2 separate regions of the Mus musculus genome follow, and region 1 is linked to region 2. Evidence: chromatin contacts called from public HiChIP or PLAC-seq data. All regions are on one chromosome and are shown on one strand. The core of a region is the stretch at or near the end of the contact, and the rest is flanking DNA. Distances in the headings are between cores, read along the strand shown.

Evidence for each region. HiChIP or PLAC-seq counts read pairs in DNA pulled down with a chosen protein or histone mark.
Region 1: an HNF4G HiChIP or PLAC-seq map of pancreatic cancer cells shows a contact between it and region 2. The contact joins the promoter of Rassf3 here to the enhancer-like site in region 2. A contact is called at or near these places in 15 of 39 promoter capture datasets (3T3-L1-derived adipocytes, the C10 cell line, the HPC-7 cell line and 11 more), 4 of 15 datasets of contacts at CTCF or cohesin (CD8 T cells, large pre-B cells, pro-B cells and 1 more), 86 of 484 Hi-C or Micro-C datasets (the 63-12 cell line, B cells, the BV-2 cell line and 57 more), 33 of 115 datasets of contacts at active chromatin or transcription factors (the 230-238 cell line, CD8 T cells, the HPC-7 cell line and 25 more) and 4 of 9 other capture datasets (adipose tissue, liver, macrophages and 1 more).

The regions. Positions count from the first base shown.
Region 1 is chr10:121,472,376-121,479,380 of GRCm38.p6, reverse strand. It overlaps Rassf3 (Ras association (RalGDS/AF-6) domain family member 3), which reads left to right and starts at 3,131. Exons shown (of 5, transcript NM_138956.3): 1 at 3,131-3,378. The coding sequence starts at 3,271.
Region 2 is chr10:121,425,432-121,432,070 of GRCm38.p6, reverse strand. All of the region lies in intron 1 of Rassf3 (Ras association (RalGDS/AF-6) domain family member 3), which reads left to right. Among named protein-coding and RNA genes, the nearest start is that of Rassf3, 47 kb to the left of the region's middle. Within about 2 kb of position 2,775, at least 137 of the 459 cell types and tissues checked have an H3K27ac peak or open chromatin away from gene starts, as enhancers often do. A contact at or near this core is called in the 63-12 cell line, B cells, the BV-2 cell line and 30 more, where this site is marked.

The DNA of each region.
Region 1 (7,005 bases), core at 1,882-4,381, 47 kb before region 2:
ACAGGGTTTCTCTGTGTAGCCCTGGCTGTCCTGGAACTCACTTTGTAGACCAGGCTGGCCTCGAACTCAGAAATCTGCCTGCCTCTGCCTCCCAAGTGCTGGGATTAAAGGCGCGTGCCACCACGGCCTGGCTCTGTGAGTCAAATCTTAAAACTCAGCTTTTATTTAAAATGATGCTATGTGAAAAATATAGAAATATGGCTTTTACTTTTTGTTCCTAGAAGCAGAGACTTTCCTTAGTCATACTTTGTGTGTGTGTGTGTGTGTGTGTTTGAGATGGAGTCTCTATGTGACCCTGGATGTTCTAGAACTCAGAGATCTGCCTGCCTCTGCTTCTCTGCTGGGATTAAAGGCGTGTGCCACCCCGTGGCAGAACCAGACTTTCTTAGCTTCAGGCCTGTTCAGTAAAACCCCAGGACCCCGTTAATAAAGGTGATCCACCCTGGACTACCCCTCTTCCGAATTATGATTATTTTTTTAAACAAGTGGTTCTCACGAGGCCAATGAGATGGGTCAGTCAGTAAAGTTGCCTGTGGTTCAGGACCAGCCACCCGGGTTCAGGGGCCAGGGCCCGTGTAACTACGTCAGGAGAACTGACAGCACAAAGCTGCCCTCTTCCTTCCACAGGCAAGCCATGGCAGGGGCACCTGCCCACAAACACTAATTTCTAAAAGTTAAAAGGCAGCAAGCCTAAATGATTCTGATGGGGTGCTGACAGCCATAAAATGTAATGTAGACTCTTCCCCTTAAAAATAACATCAGGGGGCTGGCGAGATGGCTCAGTGGTTAAGAGCGCCGACTGCTCTTCCGAAGGTCCGGAGTTCAAATCCCAGCAACCACATGGTGGCTCACAACCATCTGTAACGAAATCTGATGCCCTCTTCTGGAGTGTCTGAAGACAGCTACAGTGTACTTACATATAATAAATAAATAAATCTTTAAAAAAAATATCATGAAAGGGCAGGGCAGTGGTGGTGCACGCCTTTAATGCCAGCACTTGGGAGGCAGAGGCAGGCAGATTTCTGAGTTCGAGGCCAGACTGGTCTACAAAGTGAGCTCCAGGACAGCCAGGAGACCCAAAAGCAAAAGAAAACAAAACAAAAACCAATCCAAACCATGAAAGATCTTTTCTGTTTCTGTGTCTGTGTCTACTCTAGGTGACGCATGGATAATATAATATAAATATAATAATATAATAAAACACGTTTGTTAAATCGTTTACCCCAGGCTGGAGAGATGGCTCAGGTCACAAGGTCCTGAGTTCCCAGCAACCACATGGTGGCTCACAACCATCTACAATGAGATCTGGTACCCTCCTCTAAAGGCATACATGCAGGGAGAACATTATATACATAATAAATCAACAAATCAATAAATCTTTAACCCACCCACTACTCAAACTGGAGTATTTAACTGAAGCCCCTGTTATTTCAATATGGCATTATCTGAATGATGTCACAGTAGGAGTTAAAGAAGACAAATCTTGCATGGAGTGATTGTCCTCTTCTCTTACATTTGGCTCCTAAGTACACAAGGAACCTGTAAAGTAAGGCTTTCCGGCTAAAGGAAGAGTAAAGCCAGACTCTGCTTTCTAGTCATCCATAGTCGAGTGGTGCCTGGGAAGAAGTCTTTCAAGTAAGGGCTTTAAAATAGGCTGTGACTCTAAGGCCCCTCTGGGGGTGAGTTCCCTGGAGTGAAAGGCCAGTTTGCATGCTGAACACGTGAATAAATCTGCAGGAAGGCAGATAAGTCAGCCTTCTTTCTGCCCGAGGGAGGAAGGAACTACACAGGAGCCATTTCTTTCCCTTGTCCCAGACTTCTCTCCGGTCTGGCTTTCCCCCCTTCTCGTTCTCAAGTGACGATTAGGCACTCAGTCCTGATTCCAGGAAGGGTACACAAAAACGCCACAGAAGCAGCGGGTCTCAGCCTGAAGGCGACTGCTACCTTTATGTTTTAGTCACAGCACTGGGGGAGTAGAGGAGAAAAGGGCTTAGCCATAAGCAATGACGAGTTTCTCTTTTAAAAAACTCCTTAAAAAACAAAACAAAAATTCTGCTACGGCCTGCATATCATAGCAGCCTTAAAGCTTCAAACCCTCTTTCCCATCAAGGTCTCTTGCAAGCAAGTTAGTAGGACTCAAGTCAACTCCATCACGCCAAGGGGAAAACGACCCCCCAGGTCACCCTAAGCAAAAAAAAAAAAAAAAAAAAAAAGTCGCATTTTAAAAATTTAGCAGATTCCCGAAGGGAAACCTTGTTTTTTGTTGTGTGGGTGAGAACGGAGTGGTCTAATCTACTTGCTCCCCCATGGGGTGACCATGTAAGGTTGCTTGTGGGAGGCGACATTTCCAAAGTGCATTTAAATTAAAAGTACTGGATTGTTCGGTGATTATGAAATTTGTCCCCCAAATTCTCAACTGCTTTAGCCATCCACATTTGGGACACGCCTTCGCCACAGGGAGGCGGGAAAGCTTTACCACCGAAGTTCAAAAGAACCAGAGAGGATGTTTTCTTTCAAATAAGCACAACCCAGTCGCTCTTACCCCACCCACCTCTGCTAACTTATAACGGTTTGGGAGGGGCCAGCCGCACGCGTGGCTCGACCCCCTCGACCCAGACCGTTTCCACCAAGGCCGAGCCCGAAGGAGAGTGGGAAAAGTTCTCCATTATATTGCCGCCCTCTCCAAAACTTCGGCTCCAGTGACGGGAAATCACTGAGGAGTTTGCAGATTCCGGGAGGTTGGGGAAGCCCTCGGGAGAACTGTTCCAGCAGGGGCGGTGCTCGAACCCACCTTCCTCCAACAGTCCACCGGTGCTAGGACGGAGGGGCGTGGCTGAGGGCCGCGGGCGGGGCCCCACCTGCGCGCGCGGAGCTGGGCAGGACGCAGCAGCGGAGGCCCGTGGGGCGGGGCCTGGGCGGGGCCTTGGTAGCAGGGGCGTGGCGTGTGCTGGGTCCTTGACGGGCTGGGGGCGGGGTCTTGGCTGGGCGGGGTCTGGTTTGAGGTGGGTGGGGCCTTGCCAGGCGTGGGGGGCTGGGTCCAGGAGGGGGCGGGGTCGTGGCGCACCAGAGCCGGGAGGCGCCCGGAGAGGGCGGCTGATCCTGCGGGAGGGGACCAGACGGCGGCTTGAGCGGCGGCTGCAGCTGCAGCAGGACGGCTTGCCGGCGGCTCGGGGCCGCGCGCCGGGAACCTCACGGGGCGGGCGGGCGCCGCACCCCGGCCTGGCCGCCTGCGCCCCGGGGAGGCCCCCTGCGCGCAACCGGACCAGCAGCATGAGCAGCGGCTACAGCAGCCTCGAGGAGGACGAGGACTTTTTCTTCACCGCCAGGACCTCCTTCTTCAGGAGAGCGCCTCCGGGCAAGTCCCGTTCGGGTCAGCCGGTGAGTGGCGTGCTCGGGGGTCTTGGCTCCACGTGTCTGCGCCCGCGCTGGGCGATGCTCGCCCGAGGGCTGCGGGGCTCTGAGAGTGGCCTTTGCCCTTTCGGCGCCTGAAAGGTGCTGGGAGCCTGTGCAGTGGGCGTGGGCCGCCCGAGGCGAAGGAAGGAGGTGGAAGGGCGCGGAGCCAGATGGCCTGGGCCTCTCTGCTTGGGGGACGCCGGCTGCGGGAGCAGCTCCAAAGAGCCGGGAGGTCCCCGGGCCACTCGGGATGGCTCCCCCGACAGCCCTTCGGGGCGACGGCCGGGTCACCGCGCCGTCCTGGCTGCAGTTTGCTTCTAGCTGCAGTTTGCTCGATGGCCCTGAGTGGCTTGAGGGCACGCAATAGCCCAAAGTGACCGAGCAGCCCCGGTGCGGGCAAGCTGCAGGGTAAAGGGACCGGGCGATCGTCGGTGCTCACTAAAGTCTGGGTCTCATCAGGTCCGGTTTGCGGGTCCTGCGGACGTCCTGGGTAGACTTAGCTCCAGAGGGCTGAGCCTTACGCCGATTTCTTCCTTTTTTGGAGGAAGGGTGCCGTGGGAAGCGTGGCTTGGGAAAAGACAGTACGGGAAGTTGTGCCAGTTTCACAGATCGGGACAGGGATTATTATTATTTTTTTTTAGGGGCGTCTTCCAAATGGGGCACTTTGGCCGGACTTGTAAGGTCGGCGCTTAACCGGTGGCCTTCTGGCCCTGGAAGCCGCACCAGGGAGCCTGGCCAGCTCGGCCACGCTCTCGTCAGATATAGGAGCTTTAACGGAACAAACTTGTTGCTCCTAAAAACACCACAGACGCACACCAGAGGTTTCTGTCAACTCTGGAGATGAAAAACAAGAGAAACTAATCGTTCAGAGGCCCAGTGATGGGGATTTTGGTGGAGAGAAATCTCTGCCCAGACTGCCCTTGCCAACCCTTTTAAGTTTAACAGGCCGTTGTTTTCTAAAGTAAAACTCCTTTATCAGATTTGGAAGTTCTAGGCTTTTTGGTCTATTAGATTTCCAAACTAAGAGGAGGAGGAGGGTGAAAGGCTAGGATGAGGTCATTATTGCTAACAACTAGTCCCCTAGTGAAGGGCTAGCTAGGGTGGGTGGTAGCATGCCTTTATCCTCAGACTTCAGGTTGCTCCGTTTACTAGGGTGACCTTTTATTTTCAGTAGAATGTGCTAATGGGGGAATTTGGAAGTCAGAGATTACCCACGACTCCCACTCCCACACTGCCTGGCCTACCTCCTGTGGGGCAGACAAGAAATGGCCTTTTCCCCCTTTCTCATCTAGTTTTTCCCTCATTGGGGTTCTTCACCACTTTACATATTCCCCTCCCGTTTGCCTTGTAAAGAGCTTGAGCCAGTTTGACTTGTATTCCAGAAGTGCCTGGTAATTTCCAGAAAACCAGGGGGTTCTTGAATTCTACCGGTGTGGGAGTCCCCTCCACGGGGGTCCAGCCAGAATGCTGTGGTTGGAAGTCAAGAATCTTGTTCCTGCTTTTTAGTAGTTGAAGCGGCAGCTGGGGATGTAGCTAGTAGCTTGCCTAGTACTTACTGCATAATATGGGGTTGTAGTTCACAGTAGTGTGTCTGTCTGTCTGTCTGCCTGTCTGTGTGCAGGCAGGAAGATCAGCAATTCAAGGTCATTATCCAGACCCCCCCCCCCTTCACACACACACTTTAAGCAGCATTTCTGTGAGGTTTATGTACATTAAGAGAGTCTAGGTTATACGTAACCACTTTGGTAACCGTCCTCTAACTGTGTCTGTATATATCATGCAATATTGTCCATTGAGCACTGACATGACTGTATGACGTGTTGAAAATCAGGGCAGTAACATCCACTTCCTGGGTGGAGCCATTCACTGTCTATTTGAAGCTCTGTGGCCTGTTTTCTGGCATCACACGCGTGTGTTAAAGAAAGGGCTCTTGGTTAGAAGGGTTTCTGAAGCCTGAGTTTGTTTGTTTATTTTTGAGACATGGTCTGTACATAGCCTTGCCTGTCCAGGAACTCATCGTGTGAGCCAGGCTGGCCTCAGTGCATGGAGATCCACCTGCCTTACCTCCTCTGCCCCTGCAGCCACGCCTGTCTGCACCTTGGATTGCAGCAAGCGACTTGTGTTTTATTTAAAGAAGTGAGTGTATCTTAAGTTCCTGATTACATATTTGTGAACGAGGAAGTAACGCTCGCAAAGCCATGCACGCCAACGGTAGAGTGTGTCTTTTGGGTCGGGTCAGATAACACTTCTTCACTTTGATATGATTATAGGGGCAAAAGAAACACTTCTTACACGGGTACTTCTACCTCTTCCCTAGAAGGTGGGGAGAGCCATAAGGATCCATTCTTGCTTGCACAGATCCCCCCCCCCCCGCCCCCCCGCCCGCCTCCCGTAGGCTGTACCACCTGCTGGGAAAGCTAGGAAGGATGGTTTCTGGAACCCTTGCGAATATTCAAAGAAAGCAAGAGGGCTCGGCTGAATACAGGCTGAGGAGAGGGGGTGTGTTTGGAGAGTCAGGGGTAGACATTTTCTTTCTTCTCTTGCCAGGCCAGGAAACATTCAACTTCTCCCCATCTCCAACGATAACAGAAAGAGTCATAAAGAAAATGGTGTCCTTTTCTCCTTTTATTTTGTACCATGTTGGTCTTAAAAAAAAAAAAAAAAAAAAAAGAGGCTTTGAGGGGGTGTTAATGTGCCCCCCCCCCCCCAGCCAATGCTTCACTGTGCAGTTGCTTAGTGAACACTGGTTAGATGATCCCTTTCCTGGTTTGAAGATACTTGGCTCTTCACCGCTCTCAAACGTGTCTTATCTCATGGTTCTCCCAAGAACACTGCTCTTCGGAGAGGAGAGACTGTTGAGCGGCTGTCTAAGGCCCCTACTAGATGCTAGGAAGGCCGGAGCGTGGGTCAGCTGCTTTCTCAGCAGAAGCGTAGCTTAAGATGCTGTGTTCCCTTTAAATATGGACATGTGTATACTAAGGCTTTCTTAGGATTCTGACTCTGCTGCACAGAATATCTTGGCAGTGCTCAGTTCTGGTGTGTGGATTCGCCAGGCTTCAGAGGAGCCGCCTATTCTTAGTTTTATAAGCAGAACCAAAAATGTTCTGTAGTTACTAAAATCAAACTGCCTAGAACATACGCGCAGCCTAAAACTAGTAATACAATCTGCTAATCTTCTATGTGGCCTTTTTTTTTTTTTTTTTTTTTTTGAGACAGTCCCATGTAGCCCAGGCTGGGCTACACAGCTCTCTATGTAAGACCTTGAACCTCTTGATCCTCCCACCTCCCCCTAAGTTCAGGGAGTCATGCCCAGTTTCCTGGGATGCTGGGGATCAAACCCCAGGGCTTGGTGCTCATGGGACAAGCATTCCACTGCTTGCACTGAGTTTCCTCCCGGCTCATGCCTTCCCTCCCAGCTGAGGGGATAGATAACCTTTGTGTATGGTGCTTTGCCTGCTACATGTATGTCTGCACGATGTATATATAGTACCTTGGAGGTCAGAACCTTGGGTTCCCTGGGACTGGAGTTCCAGATGGCTATGAGCTGCCGTGTGGGTGCTAGGAACCACACTTTTGTCTTCTGCAAGAGCAGCCAGTGGTCTTAACCAGTGA
Region 2 (6,639 bases), core at 1,526-4,025:
GAGTTTAAGAGCACTGACTGCTCTGCCAGAGGTCCTGAGTTCAATTCCCAGCAACCTCATGGTGGTTCACAGCCATCTGTGATGGGATCAGATGCCCTCTTCTGGGGTGTCTGAAGACAGTGACAGTGTACTCATACAAAATTAATCACAAGGGAAAAATAGAAAATTAAGGAGGAAGGAAAATTAGCCAAGAACCCATGGCCCATGGGGCTACAGGTACAAGACCCGTCACTGGTTAGAAATGTCGGGATTGGTTGCCCCCTGCCTCCTAGGCACTGGCTACTTCTAAGACATATTTTTGTCTCTAAAGTAGTGTCTTTGCAAGAATTCACTCTGTCCTGAGCAATCTCCAGGTGAATGCGGGCACACCTGGTTAGCAGTTTTCACTGGTCAGTTTCTGGAATCTTGCTTCCGTTGTTTTCCCACGCCCAGTATTTTCTTCCTGCTTTGATTTGGAGGCGGGGTCCTAACCTGTACTTTGACAGGATTTCTGTCTTATATATTCCATTTTTCAAATGTCGGCTGTTCTGAGAGGATCCCATTTTATCCCACTTCCCTTGCCTGCGCCCATACTCGGTTGAGAAGACAGAAGTAAGCTACAGGGAGACCAAGTTCTTTCCATCTCTGCTAACAGATGAAGCCGATGGGGAGGGGCATGGTTTGTCTCTGTCTTCCCCAGGCTCCGTTTGGCTCATCCAAGTGGGGCTGGCCATAGCTCAGTGGTGGAGTTGCCTGCCAAGCATGTAAAGGTCCCAGGTTCAGTCCCACTCAGCAAAGTGGGGCGTGGACATGACCCCGGGACGGTTCTGTGTCTTCCCCCATTCACATAGCCATCCTCATCAGCAGCAGGAATTTTGCTGGTTCCCTAGGCTTCACCGGCCACTTGGTAGAAGGGGCACAGTTCTGGGTTTGGCTGGGCTTCATGGTCACAGTCACTGTGTGTGACATTAGCTTTTATTTGTGCATCTGTACAGTGTCCTGCCTTGGGGGTTCGTGGTGGGTGGGCTTCAGTGTGCCATGTGTGGCCTGGACCTCTGCTTGGTCCCCTTGCTGCCAAGGCATGTGTAGGGCAGAGTCCAGAGTCACCCGGCCAACCTAGCGTCCTTTCCTCCACTCAGCACTGATTCAGCTCCGGTTGAGGCTGTCTACTGTAGAGTGGTACTTGGCTGCTTATTGCTTTGTTAATTTGGAATGGAAAGAAAAACGTTCCTAAGCAAGTGAAGTTTAAAATAGGAAAGAAGTTCCTATATCACAGGGACCCTAGGCCGACTCGGTCTCACCTGGAGTTGATTTGCAGTCAGGGGTTGGTTGGACAGCATCCCCTGTGTGACCCTGAGGAACGAGTGTCCTTCATCCTGATACTCTGACTTTTAGAACATCCCTAAGTGCCTGTTTGAAACATTTAGTTTTGTTTGCTTGTTAGAGGACTCCGCCAAGGAGTTCCCAGGGCAGGAAATCGACAGTTTAGGTGAAAAGGTAGAAAAGACGAAATCCTTTACATCCTCATGGAAGGAGTCTGGCCTGAACGAGTGACATTCTTTGCAGTCCCTGGTCCACTGTTTCCTTAGCTTCCACAGTGCAGCATCCTGTGTCCTTGGGACCGTTTGCTCAGGCGATGCCACACGAGCTGACCCTCCCTTACTGTCTTCACCTACTTGCTGTCTGCTCTTTAGCGTGGAGAGAAGGGCAGCTTCCAAGGTGCACACCAGAGCTCTGACTTAGACTCTCCCCGGTGCACACTGTCCTTCAGTTAAAGCCACCTTTCCCCCCTTCCCTTCAACACCGGATCAGCCCAGCCCTCCCCTGTCTTTGCTGGCTGACCCTCTGGACAGTGGGGGAGGGGCAGCTGCTGACACCCCCACCCCCCACCCTGAGTGGAGGAAAGGTGGAGCCGGCTTCCTCCGGGCTTTCAGCTTCCTGTGCACACCGCTGTAGGAGGAAAAGGAGAGGGAGGGTGGGTGAGAGAGACCTCTGCCTAGAAGAGCCTCCCCCTGCAAAGAGACAGTGAAAATTACAGACAAACACTAATAAAAACAAAAATACAGACAGCCACCCTTCCCGGGGCAGCTGCAGGGCAGCCTGTGTTTATAAATTGGCCAATTGTGTGACGTTAGGAACCAACTATTAATTTTGGCAGTGTGTGTGTGTGTGTGTGCGTGCATGTATGACAATATTTCTGTCTATGAATATGTGTGCCTGTTGTGTGCATATGTATTTGTGTGTGTCCATGCGTGCGTACTTGTGAGTGTGAGTGTGTGTGCGTGTTTTCACAGACCTCAGAGCTGTGGTTTGCTGTCTCTGGCAGCTCATTTCTGCTCTCTGTACGAGCAGCTGGCTATTAGCCTTGCCTAGCTGGTGCCTCTGTTTATTTTGGGGGGCAGTCGGCACATGAAAGTGGAACTCAGTTTTACTGGTAAAGTGCTCAGTTGTCTTATGATTATTTTTGTTTCCAAGGCTATTTATTTTTTATACATGAACGGCCACTTAACAGCCCCAGACTTCACTTTTTTTCTTCTCTGATTCAGCCAACCAGACTCTGAAGAAGGCTTTTGAAATGTTTGTAATTCTTATATAGTTTTTCTTCACGGAAAAAGAGAAGTGTGTGTGTGTGTGTGTGTGTGTGTGTGTCTATTCCAGACCTCCCCAGATGAAGGGCAAACTCTGTTAGTTAGCATTTTGGCATGCTTCCATATATGGGCACTTCTTTATTAGGTCTCCCAGGCTGGCCTGAAACTTGCTGAGTAGCCAAGGATAACACAGAACCTGACCCTCTCCTGGCTGTGCTCTGAGTGCTGGGATTGAAGGCGTGACCACCACATCCTGTTTATGGGTTTCCAGGGATTGAACCCAGGACTCTCTGCAGGACTTCCTGCATGCTAGGCAGGCACCCTGTCCACTGTGCTGGCTCCCCCTCCCCTTCCCCCCTCCCTTGTGTTTGTACTTGGTAGAACAGTAGAATGTCTGGCTTTTCTTTTCATGCAGAGACTCTTCCATGAGCTATATTGTACTTCAAAGGACATGATCCTAGTCCCATGGTCCTCCTCAGCTCCCAGTACTTGAAACGGTTTTCCAATTTTCTTTTTTGTTTTCTTTTTTTAAGATTTATTTACTTTATGCATGTGAGCACACTGTAGCTGTCTTCAGACACACCAGAAGAGGGCATCAGATCTCATTACAGATGGTTGTGAGCCACCATGTGGTTGCTAGGAATTGAACTCAGGACCTCTGTAAGAGCAGTCGGTGCTCTTAACCGCTGAGCCATCTCTCCAGCTCAGGTTTTCCAATTTTCGAATGAACTCTTTGGTCATGGCTAGGTAGGAATTCTCTATTTGCCAAGTATAGCATCATCGCCCACTCCGATTACCACACACTTAAATTAACTGAGTGCTTCTCTGGCAAAGTAACCCGGCCTCCACCGCTTAGCGTGTTCTCCGTCAGAGTGTGAAGGGTATGAGGTAGTGCCTGGGCAGTAACTGTGACAAGATTGAGCAGGCAGAGCTCCCCAGCCCGCCCTGGAGTTGGGTGGGGGTGGCTACCTCGGCTTGAGAGGTTGTAGAAGAAAAGCTTTTAGGAAGAAGACAGAATAAGGCTGAGGAATGGAGACACCTCCTACCTTAGTGTGGAATGGAGATGTCCTTATTCTGAGTCCTTGCTGTAGGCGGTGCCAGAGCTCTCTAAGGCAGTAAGTGGTGGGCTAGCTCACTCGGCTGGGTTCACTAGACACTCATGAGTCTCTCTGTGAACAGCTATCTCTCCTGTCATCCCACCCTCCTGGTCCAGCCAGCCTGTGTTCTGACACACTCTGGGTAGCCTATACCTCTGGATCCTTCCTGCTTTCTCCTCCCACAGAGCAGGAGGCAGGAAGAACAACAGGGAGCTCCCACTGCAGGGCTGGCTCCTGGGTTTTCTTGGCTCTCAGAGTGTGCAATCCGACCCTGTTGGCAAGGAGAAGATAATTCCTAGGGCTGCAAAGCCATTTTTGGAGACACCAAGGCACAGCGGCTTGCAGGCATCCTCCGTGGCCCTCGTTCTGGGGACGGCGGTGTCCTTCTGAGATACGGGCCATCAAGGGATTGCAAGCACCTTCATTGTGTCTTGCTCTTGGCAGAAGGAGTCAGTATTATTCGAGCCATGCCTTTTAAGGGCTAGGAACCAGCTTATCAAAAGAGCCATCTTGGAGGCGGTGAGGGGTACTCCAAGGGGAACGTTCTGACAAGGGATGGCTGGACTGGATCAATGGGAACTAGTGATAGAAACAGTTTAACCTAAACCTCCTGTGGGCTTTTCAGACTGTCACATTTGTGTAAAAGCAAGCTGGTACGGTGGTAAGTCTTAGGATCTGCTAGGCCCTGGGTTCACCTGTAGCGTGACTCATTCCTTTTGGTGCTGTGGACCTGGGGTGTATGAGATCAAGCAAGCACTAAGATGCTTAGGTTAGCGTGTTAGCGAGGCTGCACAGGGGAGGAATCAGAGCTATGTAAATCCAAGCCATAGTGGTGTTCAGTGTGACCTCTTGGACACCATCTTCCTGACGTTCTGGCATTTATAGTTTTGTTCCCTGAAAACTCAGAGTCTATGCTGGAGTAAACCTCCTTTTCTATGGCGGTAACTTACACTTGTAACAGGAAGAGGAAAGACAACACAATCCTTCCCACAGACCTGTTTCAGATCATTTTACTTTCAGTCTCCCTGTGCACAGTGTGCATGCAGTGCCTGCGGAGGCCAGAAGAGGGCGTCAGGTTCCCCCTGGAACTGGAGTTACAGGTGGTTGTGAGCCCTCATGTGGGTGGTTGGGTTAAGAGAAGCCACTTAACCACTGAACTGCCTCTCTAGCCCCCAATTTCTGATACACACACACACACACACACACACACACACACACACACACACACACACCGGTGCTGAGGACCGAATCCAGGGCCTTGTGCTTGCTACCACTGAGCTAAATCCCCAAACTCCCAATTTCTGATTCTACTAAGACTTTTTTTTTTTGTTGTTGTCTTTAAATTAGGTGTCACCTGGCAAAGTAGCCAGAGTTTTGTTTGCCCATCTCTGCCCTTGACTGACTTTTAGATCCTGCTGGTGGTGGAGCCACCTGCAGGGTTTCTCAGCAGGTCCCCACCAGCTTCCAGATTCCAGCATTCCTTTCTGGCTGGTCTCCAAACGAGCCTGTTCGATTTCCTTTCTCCGGAACCCTGGCCTGACCACAGAGTTTCAAAAGGTTGCATGGCAGCTGTGGCAGTATGAGATCTTACCTCCAGACTCTGGCCCTGTGAAGATTTCCAGTGTCCCTGGGCTGACCTGAGATGGGAGAGGGAGAAGACCCCTGAGCCCTGGTAGTAATTGCCCTTTGCTGATGGCGTGTGACCATTGGATGGCTCCAGGGTCTTCCTCCAGATTGCACCAATGAGATGCTTAATCTGCTAGAATCTGGGGCAGCAGGTCTGTTCCTTTTTTTTTTTTTTTTTTTTTTTTTTTTTTTTTTTTTTTTTTTTTTTGCCTCTCTCTTCCTTCCTAGCTTCCAGGCACCTTCTTATTCTTATTTTTCTCAGTTAACTTTTCTCATCTCCAGCACACTTGCTTTGTAGTGCTTGATTAGTTAGGGGAACGTTGCAGGCTGCTAGAATGGAGCTTTAGATGATGTAGGGGGACAGAGGCCATAGTTCAGGGCCATTGTTAATCAAGAAGCAGGGGCCCTTGAGTTGACGTTCTCATAAAGACTTCTGGCTCTGGGGAAGCCTGCGCTGGCCTCTGCCCAAGTGCCACCTCACCTGCCACCTCGTTCTTTTTTTTTTTCTTTTCGAGACAGGGTTTCTCTGTGTAGCCCTGGCTGTCCTGGAACTCCTTTTGTAGATCAGGCTGGCCTCGAACTCAGAAATCTGCCTGCCTTTGCCTCCCAAGTGCTGGGATTAAAGGCGTGTGCCACCACGCCTGGCTTGCCACATTCTTTTGCTAGTTGCCCAGGCAGATTAGCCACATTTGTGTGTACCTGGCCTCTCTCTTACTTTGTTCACCCAAAAAAAACCAAGAACCAAATTAAGCCAGCTATGAGTTGTGTCACCATTCAGAAATGAATAGCATCGTAGTTGACTCCCTTTGAAAACGTTTCAACCTGCGATGTCTGAGGCTGAGTGTAATCTGGTATTCTTTAGGGTCAGGACCTCAGACTGGTTCACTCCTGGAGAGTCGGGGCCACCTCCAAGTTTGTTTTCTGGCTCCAAACAACTGAGTGGCTGTTTGCCGACTGGCACGCGACCCGGTTTTAAAAGCACAACCATATAGGGTAGCGGTGGAGTGGTAAGCAGGGCTTTAAAGAGTGAGCTCATGGAAGGACCAGATGAAGCTCTTTCAATGTGCATCGCAGCTGCAGTTAATCTTATTAACGGGTTGGGCCTGGGTGTGCCAGGGTAGTTACGGGGTATACTTTGAAGGGCTCTTGGTTTTTGATGTGGATGGATAGCAGAAGCGTATAAAACATGGCGTCTGATACTGTAAAGCTCTCATATGCCTTTGCAGATTCATTAGGTTTTGAGAACTGAGCAAGAACATCACATTGGTTGATAAGACACGCAAGAGGCTAGAGAGGTTGCAAATGCAGACTCCAGCCAGGCTTCAGGACCCAGTCTGTTGAATAGGTCT